Linked DNA regions of Anas platyrhynchos: region 2 is linked to region 1. The links are chromatin contacts, called in public Hi-C maps. All regions are on one chromosome and are shown on one strand. The core of a region is the stretch at or near the end of the contact, and the rest is flanking DNA. Distances in the headings are between cores, read along the strand shown. Region 1 overlaps PLCE1 (phospholipase C epsilon 1). Region 2 has its middle 8.7 kb from the start of PLCE1.

Region 1 (6,233 bases), core at 2,507-5,006:
TACCAAATGCATATCATTTTAGGGTGTGAGGGATTTAATTAGAAGACTTCTGTGTATTTCGTACTCAGAAATAAATGTAATAAGTTCTTACTGAATAATAACTTAAATAGGAAAAATTCTGTCTCTGAACAAAAGAAACATGTACAGTGAAGCAATCTGCATAACTACAATTCAGAGAGTGTTTTATCATCAGAAAAAGTTGAAGAATGCATATTTCTAAGTTTTTTTTTTTTCTTTCAGGTGGTGGCTACAAAAAAATTCCTTCTTACTAATTGCTGTATTTGATTTCTTTACATATAATGTGCATCAAACATGCTTAGCATTTTTCTCCGTTATTTTAGTATCATGTTATTTTTGTAATAATATGGCTGTATTTATGTGTTATATTATTAGTCTCATAGATTTTTTTACACAAGCATGGAAATTAACTCAGTGGACGTAACAAATACACAGACCTGTTGTTCATACACTGTGGGTTAAAATAATTCAATGAATTATGGTCATTTGTAGGAAGCTTTCATACCAATAATCAAATGAAGGATAAAGTAGTAAATGAATGTAGTAATTTGTTCTTTCTTTCCTCTTATCTCACCCTTAGAGCATGCATTCTGTTTGAAACAGCTAAATGAACAGTAGTTCTGTTCTTTTGGGGGGGAAAAAGTCAGAGAAATTAAGTTTTCATAGAAGTGCTGGTGTAGCATGGAACAATAGAGACCTTTATATTTTAAGTAGGAAAATGTGGGTCTCATTTGTGCATATCCCTTACATAAAAATTCTAGTGCTAATAAAGGAAAGACACTGAACTGTGCTACTTTTTTTTCTTTCTCTACATAGGAGGGTCGAGATGAGGCTTTGAATTATACAGAAAATGCATATATATTTAATGCACTTTTAATGATTACTGTTTAGAGATATTTTATATACAGATTAGACTCCTATGCTCTGACCTTAATGTATGCATTGCATAAGAGATTTTTTAAAATATTTTGAAATTTTGCATTAGTTTTTGTAGCTGTATACAGTGCAGGGCTTACCCTTACCATGGATGTGTGTAATATGACTGTTATAACTCCGTGAGAAATTTGCTTTTCAGTGTTGAAACAGCGAATGAGTAGTAGTAGTTCATCATAAAGGTGTCCCAAATATGAAGAATTTGCCATAGAAGCAAATACTGAGAGCACGAGTATTGGTGTTAGCTTTGTTTGGTCTGGCTGCTTCTCTGGGCCACCTCAGCTGCATGATATTAGCAGTCTGCATAATTCTGAAAGGCCAAGTTTCTAGAATCATTGAACCACCAGCATCTGAGAGATACTAGGTTCGTAGTGCTGAAGTTGGCTTCTTTTTTTGTTGATATGCTGCTGTTGTGGTGGTTGCAATGCACTATGACTCAAGTACCCGGGTCCACCAGTGAATGCGATGTTAGACGAGCAGCTCACTAGACTACCTCAGGGTGAGTCTTTCAAACAAGGCAGGTGATCTTAGGATCTCCAGATGACAGCTGCAACAACATAGTTGCGATCTGTAATAGCTGAATTCTGTAGCTAAGCTAATTTTGTGGGCGTATGGGCCGTCTTTGCTGTGTCATTACATTCCTGATGCCAGTAGTTTGCGCTTTAAGAAGCAAGAATTCTGCTGGTTGTCTTAACTTCGGTCAGCTAAATGTTAGTGCAGTAATGTCAGTAGTGCAGTAGCTCTTGGTAGAACCTAACATCTAAGAACATGTCAGTAATGGAAATGACATCTGTAACATGCTGTTTCACTCATATGACTGATATGATTTTGAAAGCTCGTGAGTGTGGCCACATGAAGGCACGTGGTGATAGGAGTAGGAGTTGTACTAGTGAAGTTATTCTGCCAGACTCCGTGAGTTTCCCAAGCCACAAAGCAGAAATCAAACAAAACCCCTCCACCTTATAGGTTTTCACTTTTCTTTTCTTTTTTTTTTTTTTAATGTGTTTTTATAGGAAATTCAGATCTAGGTTTGCTATGGTAGCATCATTCTGATAGGATTATGTGGTTTTCCCACAGTTTTTTTTTTTTTTTTCTTTCTTGCTCCATACTTAAAAGGTTGGAATCTTTTAAATGGACTCTGTCCCAGTTTGCATGCATACCTAAAATACAGCATTGCTCTTTGTATTAAAATTTATGCTATACTCATGATTCTATAAAAGAGATAATGCACAATAATTTCAAACTACAGACAGATTTGGGGTTTGATTTTTTTTTTTTTTTTTTTACTTTGAAATAAAATTTCTAGTCCATCATTGAAAAGAATTTACAAAAAAAAAATTAAAATGACATGAAGCACATAATCTGCAAGCTGTTGGGGGTCCGTTCCACACTGACAATTTTTCTCTGTGCGTAAGGATTTTGCCTGTTAGTAGTGATGGTATGTTTTTAAACTTAAAGGTTTATGTTCATATTCATATGTTAAAGTAGTTAGCATTTACTATCTGGACCTGAGTTTTCTTTTCTTTTCTTTTTCTTTTCTTTTTTCTTTTCTTTTCTTTTCTTTTCTTTTCTTTTCTTTTCTTTTCTTTTCTTTTCTTTTCTTTTCTTTTCTTTTCTTTTCTTTTCTTTTCTTTTCTTTTCTTTTCTTTTCTTTTCTTTTCTTTTCTTTTTTCTTTCATGGGAGTTAGTCTTTTGTTTAAAAAAAAAAGTGAGCAAAATTGGCTGTTTGGAGTAAAAATTCAGGGAAGCAAAAGAGAAGCCAAATAGGCAAGAAATTATGTTTTCCTTTCAGTAAGTGCTGTAAAAATATATTGAACTTTGTTAAATGGAGCTCTATACTTATATTTGCTTTGGGTTGAGTTACTTCAGTTTTATAGGCTAGCTTTAAAAATAGGAAATTTAGCCTCTGTCTGTAGAAGTAGTCAATGTTATTGCCATAACGCGTGATAGAGTTAGAGATAAATCTCTAGATAGTTTGTGTCATTTTGTAGTTGACTTATAGCTTTAACAATCTGGGGTCAAATGATGAACAATAAGTTTTAGCTGTGAGCACACTTAAGTATTCAGAGCCAATAGTGTGGGAGTCTTGGCAAGAGCAATGTATTATGCCTTCAGTTTTTCCACATTTTCTGACTTTCCTTCTAGTGACTGCTCACCAACTGTAAAGAAGCATGAAGATCTGTTTTAGAAAATCTCCCTGCAGCACATTAAAGAGTTCATTTTAGAGTGTTAGAGTGTTAAGGTTGGACACTGTTCTGAATTCTTTCTCAGGTGAAACTAACTTATCTCCATTACATATATGAACTGTTGAAAAGTTTGCGTTGCTAACTCTGGTATGCTTGAATAAAAGCAGTGACATATAAAGATCACTATGGCAAGTGAATAATTAAAATCTGAATTTAGGAGGTTTCATTTATATTTTAATTTATCTTCCTTTTTTACAGTCTTCTGGGATGTTTCAAAAAGTTTTCTAAAATAGAATAAGCTTGGGTTGACAGTAATTGGTAGGCATATAACTTATTGTTATGAAATTTCAAGAAAACTTTGTCGTAAAATGATACTTGCCACAATATTTAAGGCATCTTCCATGAGACGTAAGGGTATTTGGTTTATTTATGAAAAGCGATTTGATGTTGTATGGTTATGAGCCCCTGGGCACAAGGAATTTCGGCTGAAAACACAGACTGGTGACAACTTAAAAAAGGAATAAAAATTGAACTTAATCCAGCTGTCAGGTACTATCCAAAGACATACGAGCTGCAGTGTTAAGGGTCAGGAAAACTCTGAGGGTGCTCCCACAGCAAGCAGAGCCAATGACATCAGCGCAGCGGCTGGATCCGGGGTGACTCAGGGCAGTGAGACAACACACAGCTTTCTGCAAGAATGTCGGAAGTGGGGCAGTGCTGGAAACATTCAGCTCTCACATTTGTAGCTGTTTTTTTCTTCTAATAATTTCACTCAAAAACTGTCTAAGTGAAAGCTGTTCCCTTCCTGCAAAATATGCCTCAGTGCTGCAAATTGTGTGATGGGATCCATTTTTAATATTTTGAAACTGTAACTGGATGCAGTCATTTTTGAGCTGAGATTGAAGCCTCATTCTTGAGATGCACTCATCAATCCCCTAGCTGAGAGAGGAAAATATGTTGGATTGGCTTGTGATCATTCTTACTTACAGATGTTATTCTTGTCTTCCCATTTGTATAAGATTCAGAAGAGTCTTTTCATCTCTGTAGTCATAACCGTTGCTGTACGAAGTTATGATTTCCTTTGAATAATAAATAGATTCCTACAGATAAGTATGCTATCACAGTATGGGAATTGCAGCAGTAGCAAAAAAATAAAAATAAAAAAAAATATATATATATATATTGCAACCATTTGTGGTAGGACTCTGAATAATTTAACTCCTGTGAAAATAAAAGCTTTTTCTTTTTTTTCCCTTAGCATTTCCAGTAACTGTAATACCTGTTGATTTTCACCAAAATTTGGACTTCAATTCTATAATAAAATAACATGAGCTTCTTCTCAGATGATTAGAGATGGTTCTTATACTCTCCATGTTTATTGTGATTTTATTCTCCTGACACTAAAAATTGTTTTCAAACAATCAGCAATTTTACTTCATTAGTAAAACATGGGCAAAACAAAGGATTATTATTGATGGCACTAGTTCCATGTTACAGCAATTTTAATTCTTAGAGTTCAGGATTTCCCTTCAAATATTAGAGAATGGGTGAAATCCTGGTCATACTGAAATCGATTTAAAATCTACTATTGAGGTAAACTGACTTGAAGAGAGAAAAAGAATGTGGAAAATGGAGCTATCGCTTTCACAGGACCCATAATTTTGCATCAAATACTTTAAGAACAAGACATACACCAAACTTATATTAAGTGGTTGTTTTAAAACTATAATTTTAAACAACAGCAACAAAGTTCATGTGAATATTGAAGATGAATTGTGGAAGCTGCAATTAGTAACTTGGTATATAAAACCGCTTTCAGTACTCTTCCACTGCACATAGCTACTTATTGTTTATGTTACCACACTGCTTGGAAGCCTTTCTTCTGGATTGAAATCTGTTGTCCTCAGTGTTTTACAACCCCTAAAGATCTTATCTGCTTTGCAGACTTAGAGGCAGTTGGTAATGCGTACATTCAGGTGCTGGAGGAGACCTAATTGCTCCCTAGAACTTCCCTGCTGAGGCTAAATTTTCCCTTATCTCAACAAGCTTAGGTAGTTGTGCCTCACTGTAGTCTGCAGAAGAGAGATATCCTGTTTCCAGTAGTTTAAAAACCAAAAACATGTTTTTTCCTCACTCACTCCAACTTTTAATATTTGGTAATTTGAGATTACCAAAATAAAGGTCTAAATGATTATTCTGAATAGTTTGTCTTTCAGCAAGAACCTAAGGAAGTATCTGAGCTGTGGAGAATTGTTTTAAATATTGCTGTGAGATGGATCAAGAAAAATGCCCCTGAGAGACAAGTCATCAATCTTTTCTGTTTTAAACTAGAAATTTATTTGAGTAACTTTGCAGACTTAGAGCATCATGCTACAAAGCTGGTGCAGTTATGGTCCTGACCCTGTGTGTATGTCAGATATTTCACTTTATATAAACAGGTTACAGTTGCTGTGGGAACCATACCATTGGACTTCCATTCTGTTGTTTACACTCTGAGAATTGCACTGGGTGAGTTCTGTTTTAAATGTATATGTATGTGTTCCTAAAGGGGAAAAGATTATTTATAAACATTCAGAATAGTTCCCTGTTTTGAAATTTACTTGTATTCTGACTCACCTGCAAGTCCTTTTGAAACTTGCAATACAAAAGAAGGGAGGACCATAGAAGTACAACACCTTCTGATAGGTGAGCATTTCTTTGACATCTCAGTGGTTTGCCATGAGCGTGAAGGAGGCTTTGGACTCTGCTGGCACCAAGTCACCCAACAGCTTGAGCTGTATAAATGATACGTAGAGGTTACCAACAAGTGGGAAGTATAGCATGGATCATATTTAAAATGGCAATGTATCCATTTTCTCAGTTCTCCAGCAGTTCAGAAATATAAGTTTTGTTTTTTTGTTGTTGTTGTTTTTTTTTTCACTTTAACCAGAAGGTTGAACTTTCCTTTGAGCAGCGAAGTTCTTTAGGTTTTCTCACTAACAGGTATTTGTGAATCATTTCATATTAAGTTTAGCTTGCACATTGTTTCTGTGGGGTTGGAAAGACTGGAGATCCAACCTTTTGTAAATGATGATAATTTTTGACTCATTTTTTAGT
Region 2 (6,233 bases), core at 1,416-3,915, 41 kb before region 1:
TCTGTAGGCTTCGGGGGTCAATTTATGTATATATATATATATATATACACACACATATATATACACTATATAGAAATTCAAGATTCAAGGGAAAGAGGAAAAAGAGTTTTCAAGAAACAACATTTTAAACCCTCCATATTTTATTTGCAATCTGATAGTCACACATCCTATTAAGTCATGAGGGCTATTATGAAATACTAAGACTTTTACAGCAAGACTCTTAAAACAAAATTCTAGAATTATGTCTACACATTCCATGAGAAAGGATCCCAGTTATTACTTGGAAAACAAACTTGGCTGAAGTTACAAAATATTTCAGAGGGTAACTCAGGTGTCTCTTTGTAGACTAAATAAAGCATTCTTAGAAGCATTAGAAGGAGGTAATACAATATACAATATACAGATTGACCATTGAAGTAGGTTCCAGTTGGTTCTTCTGTTTTCTCAATTAACTTTGTATTGAATTTTATTTTCTGACTGTGGAGTAAAGTTCCTATGTTATTCTGTAAAGTAGGAGTAATTTCTGGAAGGGATAATAAAAAACTACTCTGTCATCTGAGCTTAAATATTGAGCAAAGGGAAAGAGAAATTTCAGTTATTGCACTGCTGGTATAAAGTGATTCTGGGCTCTGTGTGGAAGGCAGTTGGGAAGAAAACTCATGTTTTCTGGCCTGCAAGTATCAAGTTAATTTTTCCTGGGTACTGTGGCTGTTCTGTCAGTAGGTGGGGCTCTATTTCTTAATTTATTCTTTAGCACCTAAGATTAAATCATGTTAAAAACTCAAACCTACAATTTTAGACAATAGAAGTTTCCATGCAGTGTGATGTACACAATGTTAAGTAAATATCATTACTAATACTGGATTTTTCTGAGTATTGTACTATCTGTATATCTAGAATATGTCCTAAGTGTTCTTAAAAAAAAGGAGGGTAGGGGACAAGTACATTCTCCCACTGAAATTCTTTGGGAGTAATGTTTGATGGGTTCATCTGAATATTAGATATTTAGAATATTAGAATATTCTAGTTTTGCATGAAAGTAGTGCAGGTATGCTGTCTGAGCAGTTGACAAGCATGTTGTACCTACTGCCCTGTTTTTCTTCTGTTTAGGGGGGTTGCAGAAACATTGCCTGTTTGGCCATGACTTTTACTGGGGGGACAGGGACAGGGAGTGACACCTATGAGGTTCCCAAGCAGGTTCTCCATTGTGGGTGCTCAGGCAGAGTATGTGCATCTCTTTGTTCCTAATCTCCAGGGCCCCACTGCCAAATGTTTCCAATGTCAGGGATCTCCAGGAGCTGCTACGCTGGTAGCTCTGGCACAGGAGGATAGACAGGACCAGGTCTGCTGGATGAGTCTCGTCGTCAGACCCACTGATGGAATGGAAAAGTCAGGCAAGCTTCTGAGCACAGCAGCACAATGCTTGAAGCATAGTTGACTTCAGGAGCAATTGTTCCAACTTCAACTTAATTAAAGGCAGGGAAATATTAGGAAGAGAGGAGGCGATACATTTAACTGCTCTGAGCTAGGAAAAATACTCGTCAATCTGCTTTCCATTGAAAGGTTAGCTGGAGGATTTTTTGCTGGGGTTAGCTGGCACTAGTAGGTGTTCTATTTAATAGGAAGTGCTGTAAAGTTTTGGGGAAGCTAAGGAACATTAAAGGAGAGATTTTTTTTTAATATAACTTGGAAAGGTATGTGGCAAATCCCTTTTCTTTCATATAAAGTGCAGTGTGAGTCAGATACTAATGTTTATTTTATACTTTCCATTTGTAATTTATTTCATAAACCAAATGTTGCTTTACATTACTGTGTAAGCTGTTCAGCCACTATCACGTTCTGATCAGGAAGTGGAAGAAAAAGTGGTATACTTTTCAAAAGTAATCTTGATTGTGTGCTTCTTTTGCTCTACCAGAAATATTTTATGCCAACCAGTGCCTTGTAATAGATGTATTCAATTTCTTCATTAAACATATTTATATGGTGTGAATGAGACTCTGCTTTCTGCTATTTGTAGTAATGTATGTAGGAAGTCCATATGAAAACACTTAGCCGATGTTCTTCACTCTTGCCATATGGCAAAACATTTCTTCATTATTAAAAACGGGGAACGACAAAGAAATGCTACAATCCAAAATCTCCTGTGGGAGGGTTACAAATAGCAAGGTAGGCTTTCCTGTCCCAGAAGCCTGGTTTGCTCATGTTGTTCATCTTGCTATTCTGCTTCCCTTGCAGAAACAACACAGTTGTATTTCCCCTGCAATTCATTAGTTCTTAATCTGAAATAAAAAACAGGTAGCTGATTGCAATTTATGATGTTACGAATGCAGTTAGGCTATGTTGTATTTTTAGGGAAAGAGGGTGTGAAATTAACTTTTTTTTTTTAAAAAAGATAAGGAAACTGTAGGAATTAAGGATTAACCATATTTCCTGCATCAACAGAACTGTCAAATATTAATGCAAGTTTCTATTGCACATCATTTTGACAGACACACCTTTAGAGAACAGCCTGCTCTGTCTCATCTTCACTAAGAAGGGTTGTGGGGAGAAAGAAGGGAAAGGAAAAGTCAGGGAAAATCTTTGTTCTTTCAGTGGCAGCTCTCTGTAGCAAAGCCCTCGTGATGAGCTCTGTCTGTCTCACTGGGTACAGATTTAGGGAAGAAAAGGAACAGTTTGTTCTCTTCTGATTATATAAGAATACCCTTGACAGTGTGTTGCTTACTTCAGATTACAACTCTTATCCCAGGATTAGAATGGAAGAAAATAAAAACGCTAGTGTTAAACACTTTTTTTTTTTCTTTAATATGCCTTTCTTGAAACCTGGAAACCTTGGTTTCTAGGCAGTGGGTGTTATTTTATGTTAGCCTGTAACATTCTAGACGTCATAGTTTTGCTCAACAAACTTGTACACTCTTTTTCTCGAGGGGAATATTCTTGGCAATTTGATTTAGCTCTTTCAAATTTTCTAGAGGACACTTGTCTTTCCAAGTTCTGTGCTTCCACAGACATTTTGTAATGTTTTTCTAATGTGCCTTTAGTCTCCTGTTATTGGATATTTAGAGCTTCATTTCAGGATTGAAAGCACTTCTCTACAGTCTTTGTTGATCAATTTTTGAGAGAAAACAGATGTCGTCTTTCATATGTACACTTAAAAATATCTTCCAGATAGGTAATTAAAGAAAAATCATTGTCCACATTTAATTTCCCTCATGTAAGTCTTGGTGTATTAGGAACTTCTTGACAGAGGCATGCAGAATTAAGCTGCATTTTTTAACATGCAGCCTAGTTCTTTTCTTGAGGTAAAGGGATCTTTTTAGACCCCCTGAATTTTATAGAGATCATACCGTGCTTTCATACAACTTCCTCTAAAGTACGCTGGCTGCCTACAGCTTCTGAGCTGTGCTCACTGTTATCTGTCAGAGGTGAAAGTGAGGGCAGGGTTTTGTGTCCTCCAGGGAAAGGGAGAATTGTGTGTGCAGAGTTTTCAGGGTTCTAAAGCTGCTGGTGTCTTTGCTTAATGTCTTTACCTGTCAATTTTGGTTTTGCAACTTTTGTGGTAATTTCATGTGCATGTATTATACATGTGTTACCATGCTTTGAGGAATTTTTGGCTAGATTGTTCAGGATTTTCAGTATTAGTTGTCTAATAACAGCATGTATATATTTTCTTAGCCATAGCATATGATTCAAGATGTAATTAGTGTCCCAGTATTACAGTGTAAGAACATGTCTATAAAACACAGTGTATGGCTGTTTTGATGAAAGGAAATTTGGAGATACTGCTTTTATAAAGCTGAAAGCTGCAGAGCAGATGTGGAAGAATTACTGCAAGGAATCTCAGCTGGCATATAAAACAGAAGCTGAAGTTTATTTTCTTTTTATTATAGAAGAAAGAACACTTTACAAAGGTTCTGTTCTATTTAAGATTACACAGATCTGAGTTTTTCAGGACTAGCTATGAAATTACGTGCACTGATGTGGCACTTAATGGAACAAGGCAACTTTTTTTTTTTTTCTTTAAATAGTTAGTAGAAGAAGTTCACACATTGATTGAAAAATGCATATTTTTAGAATTTACAGTAATTTTAATAATGTTCCCCATCCATCAAGAAGGATGTAATAGATATTGAAAAGTTCATGTCCTTTTTTAATTCTGCAAGAAATGAGCAGAATAGTAATTACACTTTTTGCAGTCTGACTGTCTGGCTACGTTGATGGAAAGTCCTGGTCATACATACTCATTTCTGAATAACCATTAAGTTAACCACAAGTACTCCCATACTTTCACATTTTCAACACCTAATCAGCCAACCTGAATTTGTAGAAAACAGTATTATTTACTTGTCTTTTATTGATCTCAGTAAAACATTGAAGTGCCAACCAGGATAAAACATGGGTTTTATGGCATTGCTGAAAGATTTTTCTCGCTTTATTTTCTTTTTCAACTAATTAATAATTGTAATGCTACACTAGAATTGCAGAAAAGTGTGAAGTGCTTTTCATGACCTTTCAGAACAATTTGGGCAGTTAATGGACTTACTTGCTTTTCATAAATCTAAATTTAGAGCAATATGATTGTTACTTTTTATTCTATTGTTAGCACTTCTAAAAAGATGATATGGTGAAACCAAATCAACAAATAATAGGTTTCCACATGCATCTTTTATGCCTCTAAGTACCCAAGAAATTGCAATGAACTTATGCACCAATCAACTGCTGCAGGTGGTGTCACTGTGTTGCTGGGGCAGTCACAGCTGCAGGAACTTAATCTAAAAAGTGGATTGCTTAAGTGTAACATCACAGAAAGTAGTCTTCCATCGCTGATGGAGAAGACGGATACCACCTGTCAGATGTTTATTTTGTCCAGAGTTCCCATGTGCTAGCAAATGCCAACCAAAGCTGCCACAAAAACAAACAAACAAGAAATAATTGGTTGCACATTGGGCTATCTCAATAGTCCAATCCTATGCTTTCTCAGTAAAATCGATACAGTTTTTTTTTGCCAAGCTGCAATAAACTAACTGCTTAAATATATGTTTTAAATCTACCTCAGTTTGATTGTTTTTAAGGAGAAAAACAATAGCAATGCCTTCTCACTCAGGAGCTACATTGGAAAAAGACACATGAGGGGCTGGGCTCCTCAAGTGCTGCATCGTGCACGCAAACCCGCCTTGGTTTCCTGAGCACCATGTGTGTTATGCTCTGGGTTTGGAAGCTCTCCATGCATGACAAAACGGGGGATTCCAAAATGCAGAGTGATGAGGGGGAAACTGGCTAGCATTAGGCGAACTCCATGTAAAATGGAGTTTCCAAGTTGCGCGGTGGAGACTGAGGACTCAGCTTACCTCATGAAGGGCTCCCTCACTTTCAACTCCCCTTTATTTGTAATTAATTCCTTACAAATTTACTTCCTTTTACTTCCTTTTGTCCTCTTCAGACACTTTTGTCAACATCCATACATATCCCCGTGTTTGTAATGCCTCTTTTTCTAGAATATTAGTTCCCCCAAAGCTTTGTGTGCTCATATTCCTGAACACGCCTGCTTTCTCAATGTAATGGCAGTGTTAGCAGTCATTCAGCCAACCAGGGCATTAGTAGCAGATCAAAGTGCCTTACACCTAGGGTTATTCCTCAGAAAGTGTAAAGTGCCTTCTTGAAAGTACTGAACTCAGGTAGGAGAATATGATAAATATGAAGCAAACACATGATGAAGACATTCAGAGTATGGATTTTCAGAAAAATGCTTTGCACCAGATTGAACAGCCAAACCTGCCAGTTATTTTTATTTAAACTCTATCCTAATTCATAAAAATGATACAAAAGCTTGTTAAGATAACTCCGGTACATTTAGACTTTATTGCATAATACTTAATGTCCCAACCTCAATATTAGAACAGGTTCTGAAAAGCTCTGCCTTGATGTTTACTTGTAGGATATGACAAGCTCTCACTATGTTGTGTACATCAAAATTATATAGAGCTTTGATCCATCCTGTGGACTTTGAATGACTGCATTTCCAGCAATCTGAGTTATTGGAGAGGTGGAAGGAACATATATTTACATGTTATATATGTATATGTACATACACACACATACACATGTAACATCTATCTATCATAACTAGAGTTGGGTAATGCCCACATTAGTGCTGTGGAACAGTTATCAGTTTCTGCGAGACACACTTTCATTTTGATATTACTAATTTCAAGAAGGTCGTGTATTATACACGTGTC

Evidence for each region. Hi-C and Micro-C count contacts between places; a contact is called where the count stands out from the background.
Region 2: a Hi-C map of subcutaneous adipose tissue shows a contact between it and region 1, with 1.9 times the contacts expected there. The contact joins two enhancer-like sites. A contact is called at or near these places in 3 of 8 Hi-C or Micro-C datasets (skeletal muscle and subcutaneous adipose tissue).

Annotation. Positions count from the first base shown.
Region 1 is chr6:24,575,449-24,581,681 of IASCAAS_PekinDuck_T2T, reverse strand. The region is part of intron 3 of PLCE1 (phospholipase C epsilon 1); the gene reads left to right. Among named protein-coding and RNA genes, the nearest start is that of PLCE1, 31 kb to the left of the region's middle. Within about 2 kb of position 3,756, at least 3 of the 8 cell types and tissues checked have an H3K27ac peak or open chromatin away from gene starts, as enhancers often do. A contact at or near this core is called in subcutaneous adipose tissue, where this site is marked.
Region 2 is chr6:24,615,028-24,621,260 of IASCAAS_PekinDuck_T2T, reverse strand. No RefSeq gene overlaps it. Among named protein-coding and RNA genes, the nearest start is that of PLCE1, 8.7 kb to the right of the region's middle. Within about 2 kb of position 2,665, at least 2 of the 8 cell types and tissues checked have an H3K27ac peak or open chromatin away from gene starts, as enhancers often do. A contact at or near this core is called in subcutaneous adipose tissue, where this site is marked.